3 separate regions of the Mus musculus genome follow, and all the other regions are linked to region 1. Evidence: chromatin contacts called from public Hi-C and promoter capture Hi-C data. All regions are on one chromosome and are shown on one strand. The core of a region is the stretch at or near the end of the contact, and the rest is flanking DNA. Distances in the headings are between cores, read along the strand shown. Region 1 overlaps Prkn (parkin RBR E3 ubiquitin protein ligase). Region 2 overlaps Prkn (parkin RBR E3 ubiquitin protein ligase). Region 3 overlaps Prkn (parkin RBR E3 ubiquitin protein ligase).

Region 1 (2,973 bases), core at 156-2,655:
ATAGATCTTCCCTGAGCCTTGGGTGTAGGGGTTGGTTGGAGATACACCAGTGGGCACTGGGCACACCACAGTTACCCGTTCTCTGCATCTTGAGCAGTAGTGAATCTCTGTAGTCATTTCCACGCTCTGCAAAAGAAGCTTGTTCAATGAAGGGTACAATGGTAAGAATTTAGGACACCGTAAGAAGATATATTGATTTAGGAAAATGCCAGCATGGGTTCTCTTCTCAAATATACAACCTCTCTGGCTGTGGGTAGTTGGCTAGATTTTACAGGCATGAACAGGTCTTAGTGAGCCTATTGTGCAGGCCTTAAATCCACGGAGATAGCCATTGGTTAACCCTGTGGTGTACGTGCCATGATTACACCATAACATATCAAGTGCCCCACTAGTCATCGACATGCTTCTTAGACTTCACGTCTGGGTAGGACTACTGGCTGTTCCTCCTCCTTGGCAACTTGCACCGTGCAATACTATAAAAGGCAGCCTTCAGGGATGGGGTATTCTACCAGGTCAGAACCAGCTCAGCCCCTCTGAGTTCCGTATCCAAAGTGTGTAGTGTCTTCACCACCAGGCTCTTACCTTCAAGTTCCAGGAGGCAACCATGGGTGACAGCAATAACCTGTACCATTTGGGAGGCCTCTTGGGTCGCCCTCAGCAGCTACTGAAAGGGAGGTTTTCATCGTCTCTCATTCTCATTTCCATCAGATAGTTTATGGAATGGGGATGGGGGAGAGGGGTTATCACTCCATATGGTATAATTCCATTTAAACCATTTACCCAAGTAAGATAATGTATGGATAAGGATAGACTATGTCTAACATATCATCCTCCATAAAGGAGCCCAATTATTTGGTTATCTAAATAACAGCACTAACAACCATTATCATGCATGAGTCACTGGGTGAATATACAAGTCTCTGTCTGTTGTATAAATGCTGTGCTTACATTCCCTTATTATTAGAGACTTACTGAAACATTCCATCCATTTCAACATCCATGGTATATGTGTTCTCGGTAGGCAGCAATGGGTAGCAGAATTTTTTGTTTATATTGAAATACAGTATAACTCTACTTCCTGTCTCTCAGAACGCCAGCGTCCTTCACAAGCTAAAACAAGTAGGAAATGCTTATGGGGTCAGGCAGTTAGGGCTGAGGGACTGCCAGGCCAGGAAGAGCTAGCTCTCACTGCGGTGCTGAAGTTCTGGAAGCAAACACTGTGTGGGAGGCCTGGAGAAAGAGTGAATTGTTGTTCGCACCTCAGCTTTGATTTGGAGACACCTGCGAGAGAAAATGCCTCTCTCTCGGTACTTGCTGGTTATTTTATTTCCAGAAAACACGCTTGTTATTTTAGCCGAGGTAATTGCCTGAGCTCCGGGGATGATTTGTCATAAATGAACAGTGACATCTATAGGTAGATCAGAGTAATACGTATCTGTAGGAAAAAAAAAAAAAGCAACTGTTCTCAGTTGTTATATGACCGCCCAAAATAATGTCAAATGCTTCTGTTTGAGAGAGGAAAGAGGTAACACTAGAGTTGAAAAAAAAAAAAAAAACTAAAACGACACAGAGACAGACAGGTAGATAGAGGCAGAGGACATTTCTGGACAAAGGTAAGTCGGAAATCCCTGGGGTTTCTGACAAACCGGCTTGTCTGTTGCAGGTTCTTCTGTGCTGGTGCCAAGTAAGAATTTTGGCTTCAGTCACCAATTTTTCTTCTCTCCTTTGGTTAAACAGATCGATCAGCAGAGGCTGCTCCAAAGGCACTGTTCATTTAAACCATTTACATAGCAACATTTCCAAAGTTAATCCCCCACCCTGCTTCGGCAGCCTTGAGATTTAAGCATTTCCATGGATCTGTCCGATGTCTTCTCAGGACAGCTACCAGCCCCCCGGCTGTTCAGTGAGAATAAGCCGGTCTAGACGCAGTAGCTATACAGGTGGCTACATACTCGTCTTGTTACCCTCTGCCAGGTGCCCATGAAGTTGGCTGGATCCCATGAGAGGTGGCTGCAGTCCCCAGGGTTTCTGAGACCCCTGATAGGTCACACTGCTGTGGGTCAGGGGCAAACCCAGCAGCTAGATTGAGGGCAGAAAAGCCAAGTTTCTCTCTGTCCTTGGCTAAGCTTCACCCAGGGCCCTGTGCCCGGGGAATTTATTGCACATTGTTAATTTACAAAAGCCTGCGCCGTTGGCTTAGGGATAATTCTGCTAGGCTCCACCCAAGAGCTACCTAGCAACAGCTTGCATAGCTGCCTGCCAGGTGCAAGCCAACCTGGTGTGTAAGGAGGACTGCTCACCTACTCCAACTCCCTCTTCCCTCCCTCTCTTTCTCTCTCTCTGCCCCCCCCTTCATGTGTGTGTGCCCTTCTCTATCTCCACCTTCTATTCTCCTAATTCCCCACATGTCCCTGGCCAGCCTTGTCTCCTCTTCCTCTCTCTGTCCTTCCTTCCTCTCTCTTCTCTCTCTGTCCTTCTCTACCCCCTTCGTTGCTCTGCCTTTCCCTCTTTCCAGGTGCCCCTCCATTCCCCCCAATAAACCTCCTTTTGTACAAGGCCTGTTGCCTGGTGGTGATCCCTCGGGGGAACACCTTAGCTGCCCCTCTGAGGTGCTCCCTCCTGCCCTATTATACTGCCAGTTTACAAAACACAACACACACTTTCCATCCAATGAGTCTGGCTGTTAAAACCCAGAGGTGGTTGAAACATTTGATTGACAGATAAAGTCTCCAATACCTGGGAATCACAAAGGCCAATGACTTCAACTTTCTTATGCCTAAGGAACCCCCCCCCACCCCCCCCACCCCCCCCAGCTCCTGGGAACAACACAGCTTCATTTTCTCTTCCTCCTCTTATGAACAAATCCCATCCTCAGCATTACATGAGAAGGTCAGTTCATATTCTTTGAGTCACAGATTGAATCGGGGACACGTGGTCATGAAGCCATCAGATGGTTTTCATAGGCAAACAAGT
Region 2 (2,973 bases), core at 260-2,759, 890 kb before region 1:
GACCCACAGGTTGAGAACCACTGATTATGTACTTGAGGCTCAAAGCTGCCCAGGTCATAGGTATTGTAGGCTATGCAGGGGTACAATAATATATAATCTTTGCTGTGAAAGAAGTATAGACCCAAAATGATACCTGTGAGCTACGAAAAGTGCTATCGAAGAAGTCCTAACTCCTTATGACAAGGAGTGGGTTACAGGCTATGACAGCCACTTAGTCAGTGTATGAGCCCCCTGGGAAGAGCTGTGAAGATAGCAAAACAGAAAGAAAACTGAAGCAATGAGAGCCAGGAGGGAGCTGGACAGACTCAAGAAAGAAGACGCAGGGCACAGGAGCCTGGGAGCAAGGCATCTCTCTGGTGGCCTGGAAGGGTTAGTTAGGGTTCGGTCCTGAGTCTGAAATGGAAGTCATACCACACCTGGAAATGCTGGGTATCTGGGGGGGGGGGTGACTGCAAACCACTTTTTTGAACACTTCCGAAGAGCTTGAGCTTTTAAATAAATAATTAAAATAAAAAAGTACCCACTCAAACAGAAGACAAGTGTAGACTTGGACTCATATAAAAGAGCAAAAATGAAACATTTGTGATGTGTGTTGATAATTCTTATCAGCTCTATTGATACATAATTCACACGGCACACAATTGACCCACTTAGTGCTCTTAGTGTCTGCACAGTTGTAAGTTTATCGTCAGGATCTATTCTAGAGCATTTCTGTCCATTCCAAAAGGAAACCCCAAACTCAAAAGCAATCTTTTCCTCCTCCTCCTCCTCCTCCTAGCCCCTCGCAACCTATAATCTCATTTCCATGCCTGTACATTTGTTTGCCTTTTCTGTCTGGATATTTGGTATGAATGCAATAATTAATTCTGTATTGCTTCTGATTGCCTGCTTTGACTTAACATGTCTTCCTTGCTTATTTATGTTGTAATAGCAGCATGAGTCAGTTTCATTTTAATTGCCAAGTTATATCTCATCATATACATGTCTATAATATTTAACTCAATTGCTAAATAATATCACATATATTTCTATAACATTTTACTTACCCATTCATGAATTGATAGACATTTGTATGTCTCAGCATGAACAATACTGCTATGAATAGGTGGTGTGCACATGTTCATTGTGGGGGGGGCACGTATAGGCACAGGATTGCTGGGTCCTATGGTGCCATCTGGCACTATGTTTAGCTGTTGGAAGAACTGCTATGTTGATTCCCAAATGTTTGTCAACATTTACAATTTTTGTTTAATATCAAAAATACTGATTAAGTCCAGGAGAGTGACAATGTATCAAAAATCTGGCTGTCCCATTCACAAGTTAGGCCTCAGAACACCTGATACATGAGCACCAATCTTGTGTCTGAATTGTACACACTTTCATAAATTGCACAAGACACAAAAAGCTGCAGACATTAAATGGCATAATCTGGGAGAAATGTTGTTACATTAGGGCATGTGGAGGCTCCCTGGGAAGCTCTGTTTGAGAGTGCTTTTATTCCAAAGGGCACCATCTGGACCCATGTATGAACAGTGTGCAGTTTTAAGTGCAGGCTTTTGCTCATTAAAGTGGGTCAAACGTATATTGAATTGGAAATGACATTTAAGTTACTCTCAAACAAATATTACCTTAACCATCTTCCTTGGTCCTTGCCACCCACATCAAGTACAGCTCAATTGCTCTGATATCCTTTGCACAGGATAGAGCACAAGAGAAAGCATGTGACACTGAGGGGGTAAAGGAAACTCTCCTATGCCAATCAATACATTGTATCAAAAGTGCTGGCAAATGGAGAACTATGAATGCATATGTGTGTAACTTTTCCTCAGGAATTGACATCCCTACTTTAGATTTTTGTAAAGCGCCAAAACCTTTCATGGGTATAGATATGCCATGCCACAAGGATGACACCATTTGCTATCATTAGGAATAAACAAATAAAAATTCCTTGGAGTTTTGGTAATATTGTTTGCGTCTATTACCCTGAGCTGTTTGATTTCCTTCACAGCCTGCATCTGTTTAATTCAAATTACGCACATGTCTCTCTGGACAGTAATTTCTTCCAGCTGCTGAGATCATGGAGCAGGAGTGCTACATATTCAAAACAGCTGTTTAACTTAGGACCACTTTGCATCACACCCGGAACTGGACTACATGGCTCACGAAGACTGTACCTTCTCATTTATAAAAATATTCTGTCATTCGCTTATTAAGTGGATTTTAAAACTCCTCAACCTTGAATGTACAGAAACAAAAAGCAGTCTACCTTTACTCAAATTTCCATTTAGAAAAATGACATGCTTTGTATAAGTGTAAAATACTGACCTCAATTTGTTCAAAATGACTTATTAAGAATCAGACCAGAGAGAAAATTAGGTAAAACTGAGAATATAGTTCATTAAAGCTTTTAACCTACTTATAGGAAAAATCTTGAAAAAGAAGAATTTTGAAAAAAAAATACTGGTTGATCTCTCTCTCTCATACACACACATACACACACACACACACACACACACACACAGAGAGAGAGAGAGAGAGAGAGAGAGAGAGAGAGAGACAGACTCTCACAGCCCAGCAGCATATTTAATTGAATTTATCAAAATGCCTCCAAGCAGAATATATATTTACTCTGCTGTTTTGAATGCAAAAACCTATGAAAAAGAGAAAAAAAGCAAATCTCGGGCTGTCACTTCCTGTGTTCGCCAGGCACATAATTTTCTTCTCTGCACAAAGCAGAGGCTCCATCAGAGTAATTCACCTCCCTAGCTCCTCTGAGTAGCAACCGGCTCCTCTCAGCCCCAGCTGTTCTCCTGTGAGGCAGCGCTTTCTCTGGAGAGGGGCGGTTGGGCCTGCGAGACAGAACATAAAGCACTTAGCAACATAGTCTACAACACTCAGGGAACAGGGTCGAGGGTACAGACAGCAGCTCTCCACACCAGCCCTCCGGTAATGGAACCATGTAGATGCCTGTGA
Region 3 (2,973 bases), core at 263-2,762, 590 kb before region 1:
GAGACATACACTTAGGATGTATGTACATCACATCACATCACATCACATCACATCACATCACATCACATCACATCACATCACATCACACATGGCATGCCTCCTGGCTACTGTGTACTACATTCAGTCATACCTTCATTCAGTAGCTACATAGACTGCTTGCTCTGTATTCTCTCTTGAGAGATTGGAATGAACACCCATTCTATTCCACTCGGTCATTTGATATTCTCTGTGTGTCTCTCTCTGTCTCATCCCTCTCCATCTCTTCCCTCTCCATCTCCTTCTTCCTCCATCTCCTCCCCCACCATGTATGTGAACATATGAGTCGTGTGTCTGTTTGTAGACTCACTCTCCCTCAGGCAGTCTTCACACTGGCTATCTTTGTGTCTCCACTTCTGAGTGCTGGGATTATGAACATATGTCACCAATCTCAGCTCGATCATCTGATCATCATAAGCCTTGACCATGGTCTCCAGGTGGAAGTAGAAAAGGCATTCTATAATGACTCTGACTTTCATGTGTCTAATGGTGAGCTGTGTACATGCATGGTTAAATGAGAGGAGCAGAGCAAAATGGATGCTAGCCGTTTTCCGCAGATGCCTCTTAATTGTTTCCTAATCCTATCTTCCAACTCTCACTAGAAGAATCCCTGACACTGAAATTGTGATAATCACTTCATCTTAAGCCTTTTGTAGGAAAAAATATTGTTGCTAGCTACGGAACCTATGATAATATTTCCATGTTGCAGCCAAGTACATCTGCGTACCGTGCCAGCAAGAAGTGAAGAGAGGCTGGGCGGTGGTGGCGCACACCTTTAATCTCAGCACTCGGGAGGCAGAGGTGGGTGGAGTTCGAGGCCAGCCTGGTCTACAAAGTGAGTTCCAGGACAGCCAGGACTCTAAAGAGAAACCCTGTCTCGAAAAACCAAAAAGAAGAAGAAGAAGAAGAAGAAGAGGAGGAGGAGGAGGAGGAGGAGGAGGAGGAGGAGGAGGAGGAGGAGGAAGAGGAGGAAGAGGAGGAAGAGGAGGAGGAGGAGGAGGAGGAGGAAGAGGAGGAAGAGGAGGAAGAGGAGGAAGAGGAGGAAGAGGAGGAAGAGAAGAAAAAAAGGAAGAGGAGGAGGAGGAGGAGGAGGAGGAGAAGAAGAAGAAGAAGAAGAAGAAGAAGAAGAAGAAGAAGAAGAAGAAGAAGAAGAAGAAGAAGAAGAAGAAGAAGAAGAAGAAGAAGTGGTGAAGAGAGGATAGATGCGAAGCTATGCTCCGTAGGAGCAGCCAAGCTGCTCACCTGCTTCTGAGCTGAGGTGCTGAGGGAAGGGCCTCCTGCAGCCTTTCCCAGAGCACTGGGTCTGAAGCATGAAGCTTGCATGGGCCATCTTGACTGCTGGGCTTAGCGATGTGTGGCACGATTTTGGCAGCGTGCTTCCTATTTCTGCTTGCAGACTGTTGGTGTCCTTATTAAGTCAGAACTAGAGATGACGTGTCCCATTCCCACAGGACAGCTGGCAGTTTAGAAGATGGTATTTTTGGAGAGTTACTCACTCTATAATCACTGTACTTGGTGCAAGCTGAGCAGCCCTTGGAGGCATTGACAGAGATGGCCCTTTGTTCCTCCAGGACCCACTTCCTACACTCCTCTGCCTTGCAGCCAGTATTGAGACTCATTCTTGAAATTTCCTTCTTTTTGACAGATTCTTCTTTGTTACACACACACACACACACACACACACACACACACACACACACACCATCCTCCTGGCTCCTAAAAATAGCTCTTCTTTGATGTTGTTCCTTGGCCCCATCTGTGTCCTCTCTAGCCTTTTCTGTCTCATTGTCTCATGCTGTGTTAGAGTTAAATAGATTTATCTGAAGCTCAGTCTCAAATCTTCACTTTTAGCCCATTACCATCTTCTTACATACAAGGCAAGTTGCTTATGTGATAATTTAGGCTTGTATGTTCCCCAAACATAGCCATTTGACATACCTCACATCCACACCCATGAATGCACCCTTTCGTGTCCATCCACCAGAAAAATAAATGGAGTTATCTTGTACTTCTTCATTTTCTTACACTTCAAAACCCAGATTCTGACTTAATGCCCACTGTTGTTGACCCCAGGCGTAGCCTTTTTACCGCATAGTACTTAGGGTGGTATGTGGAACTCTCAAGTTTGAATCCTCTTGTGTTCCATTCTCAGTTGGAGAAGAGAAAGCCCAGTGGCTTTTCACACAGGGATCTTAAGATAGGGAATGGTTGTGTAGTTTTAGAACATGAAAAGGAAAACCCAAAGCAACAAGGAACCAGATGGTAAGGCCGAGGCCCAACCACCTCTTGGTGTCAGGGCACAAATGGGAGAGCCTGGGGGCTCTCTGGTGAAAATTCTTGGATCTGAGGTTTAGACCACTCCAAGAACACGAGGAAGTTATTTATCTTGGTTCCAAATCTAGAGGCTGAAGGAAGAGACAAATCTAGGAGGGAGTTTTGCTCTTCCGTGGAACAGTTGCTGTTGTGTCGATGTCTATAGATATCTACCAAGTGGAAAGAAGAATATGTCAACCCCCTCCCCCATGCAGGGTTTCTAGCCTCCCTTAAGTATATCCTTTTGAAACAATCTAATCTAGTTGAAAAATTAGTTGATTTAGCAGGTTGAATAATTTGATGGTAAACCCTGACCAAATCATCGAAGAGTAGAATTGAGACCCTGGATTTGGGTATAGGAAGCTAAGCTGTATGAATTACACATATGTGTGTTTGAGTTCTCCTTTCCCAACAGTAAGTATTTTACTCCTAGTAAGAACTAATCATGCTCGCAGCAATTGTCTTGCCATCTTTTATAAAATGGGGCCTATCTCCCAATGATTCTGCATGCCATCCATCTCCGAGAGTCATTACTATTAGTTTATCTTTAGTAGGACGAGAACATCATAGATCCCAAAGAACACGTTAAATTTTAAAACTGACCATAGCACACACAAAAGAGAA

The links. Promoter capture Hi-C pulls out the DNA fragments that hold promoters and counts their contacts. Hi-C and Micro-C count contacts between places; a contact is called where the count stands out from the background.
Region 2: a Hi-C map of cerebellar granule neurons shows a contact between it and region 1, with 2.0 times the contacts expected there. The contact joins two enhancer-like sites. A contact is called at or near these places in 5 of 484 Hi-C or Micro-C datasets (cerebellar granule neurons, embryonic stem cells, neural progenitor cells and 2 more) and 1 of 115 datasets of contacts at active chromatin or transcription factors (embryonic stem cells).
Region 3: a promoter capture Hi-C map of hippocampal neurons shows a contact between it and region 1, with 5 times the contacts expected there. The contact joins two enhancer-like sites. A contact is called at or near these places in 1 of 39 promoter capture datasets (hippocampal neurons) and 1 of 484 Hi-C or Micro-C datasets (cerebral cortex).

What each region holds. Positions count from the first base shown.
Region 1 is chr17:11,971,451-11,974,423 of GRCm38.p6, forward strand. All of the region lies in intron 9 of Prkn (parkin RBR E3 ubiquitin protein ligase), which reads left to right. Gm46604 (a long non-coding RNA gene) reads right to left here. Exons shown (of 6, transcript XR_001782243.2): 3 at 1-1,435. Among named protein-coding and RNA genes, the nearest start is that of Gm52293, 58 kb to the right of the region's middle. Within about 2 kb of position 1,406, at least 30 of the 459 cell types and tissues checked have an H3K27ac peak or open chromatin away from gene starts, as enhancers often do. A contact at or near this core is called in cerebellar granule neurons and hippocampal neurons, where this site is marked.
Region 2 is chr17:11,085,207-11,088,179 of GRCm38.p6, forward strand. All of the region lies in intron 2 of Prkn (parkin RBR E3 ubiquitin protein ligase), which reads left to right. Among named protein-coding and RNA genes, the nearest start is that of Gm41526, 47 kb to the right of the region's middle. Within about 2 kb of position 1,510, at least 14 of the 459 cell types and tissues checked have an H3K27ac peak or open chromatin away from gene starts, as enhancers often do. A contact at or near this core is called in cerebellar granule neurons, where this site is marked.
Region 3 is chr17:11,383,984-11,386,956 of GRCm38.p6, forward strand. The region is part of intron 4 of Prkn (parkin RBR E3 ubiquitin protein ligase); the gene reads left to right. Among named protein-coding and RNA genes, the nearest start is that of Gm41526, 250 kb to the left of the region's middle. Within about 2 kb of position 1,513, at least 23 of the 459 cell types and tissues checked have an H3K27ac peak or open chromatin away from gene starts, as enhancers often do. A contact at or near this core is called in hippocampal neurons, where this site is marked.